2 separate regions of the Mus musculus genome follow, and region 1 is linked to region 2. The links are chromatin contacts, called in public Hi-C maps. All regions are on one chromosome and are shown on one strand. The core of a region is the stretch at or near the end of the contact, and the rest is flanking DNA. Distances in the headings are between cores, read along the strand shown. Region 1 has its middle 17 kb from the start of 1700113B09Rik. Region 2 has its middle 31 kb from the start of D630013N20Rik.

Evidence for each region. A called contact is a pair of places that touch in the nucleus more often than the background predicts.
Region 1: a Hi-C map of neural stem cells shows a contact between it and region 2, with 3 times the contacts expected there. The contact joins two enhancer-like sites. A contact is called at or near these places in 2 of 15 datasets of contacts at CTCF or cohesin (both in the NIH/3T3 cell line), 2 of 484 Hi-C or Micro-C datasets (muscle stem cells and neural stem cells) and 2 of 115 datasets of contacts at active chromatin or transcription factors (astrocytes and embryonic stem cells).

Annotation. Positions count from the first base shown.
Region 1 is chr10:71,217,146-71,219,904 of GRCm38.p6, forward strand. No RefSeq gene overlaps it. Among named protein-coding and RNA genes, the nearest start is that of 1700113B09Rik, 17 kb to the left of the region's middle. Within about 2 kb of position 1,301, at least 37 of the 459 cell types and tissues checked have an H3K27ac peak or open chromatin away from gene starts, as enhancers often do. A contact at or near this core is called in neural stem cells, where this site is marked.
Region 2 is chr10:70,685,307-70,688,082 of GRCm38.p6, forward strand. No RefSeq gene overlaps it. Among named protein-coding and RNA genes, the nearest start is that of D630013N20Rik, 31 kb to the left of the region's middle. Within about 2 kb of position 1,360, at least 47 of the 459 cell types and tissues checked have an H3K27ac peak or open chromatin away from gene starts, as enhancers often do. A contact at or near this core is called in neural stem cells, where this site is marked.

The DNA.
Region 1 (2,759 bases), core at 51-2,550, 530 kb after region 2:
AAATTCTCTTACCCACTGAGCTATCTATGCAGCTCCAGGTTCTATATTTCTAATGCTGGTCTGAGAACCACAGCAGGGAACCCAGGCCAGCTGGGCTTCACACACAGGAAGCCCTGGGAGGTAGATGAGGATATCAGCAGCTCCCCTCAAACCTGTCTGGCTCGCTGTGGACCCCAGGCAAGCCATGCTAGACTGTGAGCAGGCTCAGCTCCTGATAACCCACTCTAGGCTGTCTCCATGTCTAAGTCGGTGCTTGTTAGAAGAGCTGGGGCTATAAGCTTGACCTTCAGCGTTGGCCCTGTCACCCACCATATCCCTGTGCCATTAGCGGGAGGGGGAGGGAGGCAGTCACTCCCTGTGGAAGCAGGGACAAGTCACAGTGGTCATGAAGGAAGTGTGGCTTCACGGTGGGACGCCCTCTGAGTCACCTAATGGGACTCAGTCAGAGACCCAGATGACAGTGCTGGATTCAGGTTATAGCTGTTGCTCACCTTCAGCCGCTGTATCACTCGGGGTCAGTGTCAGAGATAAAACCCACTTTAATTAAATAGGAAGAGACTGAAGGAATGCAGGAGACTGGCTCCAGACAAAATAGGAAGGCCAGAAAAGCGCACATGCTCGTGTGTGTGTGTGTGTGTGTGTGTGTGTGTGTGTGTGTGTGAGTGTGTGTGAGAGAGAGAGTGTGTGTGTGTGCGTGTGCATGCGCGCGCTCAGGAAGCAGAGAGAAGCGCTAGGAACTGGCCTCTGCGGTGCAGACAGCCAGCCCTGCTATAACCAAGATGGTGGAGTCAGAAAACTGTTCCTGGGACTGACAGCGGTCAGGGAGCGAGGCTGCCTTCAAAGCTGTCTCCTTCGAAGCCACACTGCTGCTACGAAAAACCCTTGCCTGCCCACACGCGGTGCCTCGTCACCCTTGAAGCCAGCAACTAAGTAGCTAGGGAAAGCATACTTCCTCCACACGTAGACCGCTGTGCCTTCCAAATGTTCCGTGGCCTGTCTGAGGAGCCACACTGCAATCACATCTGGGACCTCTGTTTCCCGACCCTTGTAAGTACTGGAGACATGTCAGGAGGCGCAGGAAGAGCTAAGGCACCAGGAACCTCAGCCAGCTCCCTGTATCTTTGGAGGAATTGGGGGTGGGGGTGGGGAGTAGGCTATTACCTGAACAGGAAAAGGTATCTCCTGGCTTAAAAACAGAGGCAACTGAGCAAGAAGAGAGATGTGTATAGCCCCAGGGACTTGAGCTGGTCATCAGCCTGAGCCCTTGGATTTGTCAAATGCTGCCTTCTGCTGCCCTCTAGTGTTTGCGGAACAAACTGCTTCTCCACCTGATACTAAGAACTCCCCCGATGCCAGGAAAAGCCTCCCAGACTAGTCGACAAAATTACAACTCATCTGATCAGTTGACATTCGGGTCACACTTGCCCCAAATGTTACTGTCTTAGCTCTCCTGCTGTAAGATATTTATCCTCTGTAATTAGAGGGGTTCATGATGTCATGGTTCTGGTGGGCTATGGCTTCCCAGGAAGCCGTACTAGAAAGCATCTGATTTGTTGCACATTTGCTTGTCTTGACAAAGCCCTGAGCCCTGCCCCCACCCCACCCGTCATCTCCACGGTTGGAGATTGGAGGGTAAGATCTGTGTTTTTTTTCAGGACTCAGCCAGTAAGAAACAAGTGGCCGTCAACAAGCAGAGTCTTGAAATGACAGACTTGTTACCAACCAACAAACTGAAGTCATTGTGTTGACAGTTTTCAATCTAGAGACTCGATGTACCAATCAGAATTGTGGAGTCTGATCTGCTGAAGTATCCTGCCTGCCTCCCTGGTTAGGTCCCCAGTGTTGCATCTGGGATTCCACAGGATGGAGGGTCTGTCTGTCTGGCCCAGTGGGTAAGACTGGGAGCTGCTACTCCTGGATTAGCCTTCCATCACCGTCTCTCTCTTTCCCTCATCATCATTTGTGTTAAACTAGAGCCTGCTTTTAGATCTTCCTATAAGGAAGACGGCCGAGAGCAGGTCTCTTTGGACAATTTGGTTCTGTCCACAGTAGGGCAGAGGTCAGCAGCACATTTATCAACTCTCCCTTTGCCTACGGCCCCTTCAGCACACAATTCTCTTTAAGTCTCTACCCAGTCGGCTTCCAAATGGGTCTTCAAAACTGCCCTGAGTGTGGCTTCAGTGCCTTTTGTGAGAACTGTCTCTACCCCAACACCACGCTCTCTGAGAACCTCTAAATATTTGCAAACACTTTGACACAGTTTCAAACCACCGCAAGCTGGAGATGTCAACAGAAACCACTTCTTAAATATTCTGCTTAGCCAGCAAAGCCTTTTAGCTTCCAGGTGCCTGGGCTGTCCCCTTCCTGCCTCTCCGAAGCACCAGGCTGTTAGGAGAAAGGCATTTATTTGCAAACAAGGCCAGACAGAGATCAGAGGTCCCCTGCATGGCTTGGGGACACACACCACACTGTCATCACACACATCTGCTGTTTGCTTTCCTCCTGGGGAAGAGATGGGCTCCCCTTGAGGCAGAGATGATGAAAGGCTGCAGGGGGGTAGGGGTGAAGGCATGGGGGGACGGGACAGGGTGACAGCAAGCTTGAAGCTGCATGTGGGGTCAGGGCCTGTGTACTCAGGTCTCTTGGAGGTTGATCTGCTGATCTACTTCAAGGCTTTGGAATCGGAATCCCGGGATGTCGTCCCGCTGGGTTCTCAGGGGAAATTCTCAAGGGCTTGAGGTGGTGGCCTAGCCACAGAA
Region 2 (2,776 bases), core at 110-2,609:
TACTGTGGGTGTGGGCTTTAAGACACTCATCCTAGCTGTCTTGAAGTCAATCTTCTACTAGTGGTCTTCAGATGAAAATGTAGAACTCTCAGCTCTGCCTGCACCATGCCTACTTGGATGCTGCCATGCTTCCTGCCTTGAATATAATGAACTGAACCTCTGAACCTGTAAACCAACCTCAATTAAATGTTGTCCTTTATAAGACTTGCTTTGGTCATGGTGTCTGTTCACAGCAGTAAAACCCTAACTAGGACAGACATCAAATCTTCTTCAAGCCCAGCACTTACCTTGAACCTGAAATAGTTTGTTCACAGAGTAAGGGATGGGGATCAAATCTCAGAGCTTTCTTCAGGCCTGCTGTTTCTGTTGCTTCTTTCTTTAAAGTATCATATTCACATATGCAGCCCACGGAGTAACAGTGGACCTTAGGATTTGAATCCTCTGCCTCATTTTCTGTATTATTCGTTTATGAGTGTTTTGTGCAACATATTTTGATAATATTTATGTCCTCTCCTCCAACTCTTCCCAGATCTACCCCTTTCCATAACTACCATACTTGTATCTTTTTTTAAAAAAGTCCTTTAATATCAAATTGTGCTGCCCAAATATTCTTGGATGTGTGGTCTTCCACTGGAATCTAGCCATCCTACCAGGGGCTGTACTCTTAGAGGAAACTATCTCTTCCTCTACCAGTGTCTAACAGTTGCCAATAGCTCCGTGGCCAGGGGTAAGATTATTCCCTGCTTTATTCTGGGATTTCATATGGCTTGGGTTTGCACAGGTTATGAGCACTCTGTTAGAACCCTGGCATCCAGTGGGCTGGTCTTTGTTCTGCTGTAATCAACAAACAAACAAAATAAGTAAATAATAACTTCTCTGACATGTGCAGGAAAAAACTCACATTGTTTAAAAGTGTGTCAGGGGAGGTGATTCTTTTTTTTTCCCCCCAACTTACTGTCATATGGTACTAAAATTAGTATCTGCACTTATGCTATGAAACACTGTAACTTGATGTAACTCACAAATTAAATTCAGGATGACAGACTGAAATTCCTAGTGGGTCAATTAAGTCTTCTAAACAAACGGAGCTGGATGGGATTCTGGTAGACAGGCAATCGTGCCAGAGAGTCTAACTAGAATATCTGATATGATTCACATACATACAACCTGGTACAAAACTGTAAAACATGAAGGAGCACTGAAGCTCCCAAGGGCTGGGCTAGCATCCCTAAAAGTCCCTGGGAAGAGGGGAGTGACCCAGACAGGCAGGGCGGTTTTATTCTTTAAACCCCCCTCTGTGTAGCAGAGACATCAGGGCTCCAGGGCTGGCCCTCATTAGGAAAGTGTAAAGAACTGGGCCAGTCCCTTGCTGAAACACAAAGGCCCTTTGCCTCTTTTGTTGTCTCAGATGCTTCAATGGACTTCAGAGTTTCAAAGGTTTATTTCCAACCAGGCTAGGATGGATCAGTGCCCAGGGTACTGTGCTAGGAAACAGTGTGTCTGTCCACCCAGTAAGCCCGAGCTGGCAAGATCCCCTTCTGAAGGTTAGAACACAGTGGTTTATGACTTAAGCCATCACGGGAAAGGCAGAGAGCTGGGTGATGAAATTCCACTTTACCCTTCACTTTCAAATCACTATTTATTACTTGGCAACCTTTGAAAGAACATAAACAACTGTTCTTAAAGACTTACCGGACCCTGGCTCTTAAACATCGCACATTCAGGGCAGACAGCATCCTTTGAAAACTAAAAAAGAGCCAGGCCATCTTAGCTTGTCGTTAAAGGAGGCGGTGATGGACAGATACATAAAAGCCAAGTTAAGTGAAAGGAAAAGAAAAAAAGGAGACATTAGGAAGGGGCACCGCAACTCAGAAGCAAAGTCGCAGAAGGACTGGCAAGAGTGAAGAGCAGTGGTATTTCCCTCAGCTTGAGCCAAGTGAGGAGGAAGAGGTAGATGACCAGCATACTGAGAACCCACTAGTCAGGATTGCTACCTCAATCCCCCCTCTGATACCAGGCAGATAGCAATCGCTTTAAAAGGACGATTCCAAAGAGGCAACTTGGTGTCAAATGTAACTCATTCATCCCCCTTGTTGTATTTTATAAAAAGATAAAGAAAGAAGGAATAGTTTGGTGGAGGTGTGAGGTGTGGGGGAAGGGGGCGCCTCTGAGGGCCCATGCGGAGGCATCCCTTCCCCCTGAGAGACCAGCCACATGATGGTATAGTATCGAATAGAGTTTATTCAGGGCATGGAAAGGAGTTGAGAGAGTAGAAGAGACAGAGAAAGGCCAAGGGGGGGAGAGAGGGGGGGAAGGAGAGGAGAGGAGGCAGGCCATGGGGGGGGGGGTGAATGGGGAGAGAAGGGGAAGGGGCAAAAGGACAGAAGAGAGCAAGAAGGCAAGAGAGAGCAGAGGGAGAGCAGCTCCTTTTATAGTGAGTTAGGCACACCTGGCTATTGCCAGGTAACTGTGGGGCAGAGCCTAGACAAGGCGCTAACACCCCTTGCTTTGCTCCCATTACCCAGGCCTCATTCACACAAATCAACCTTTCACATTTTATTAATTATGTTAACTCCACATATCTGCTATCTCTTTCACCGATGACCAAGCCATTGAGAAGACACAGGTGTTGGAACAGTGACTGGAATGCACTTGGCTAGATAGCAGTCGTGAAGCTGGAGTGTCACATAGCCAGCTGGAAAGAGCTCCGCCTTCAGACCCAGATAAACTGGATTTGAACCCCTTTCTAGCCATCTTGTGCCAGTCAGCTGTCTGG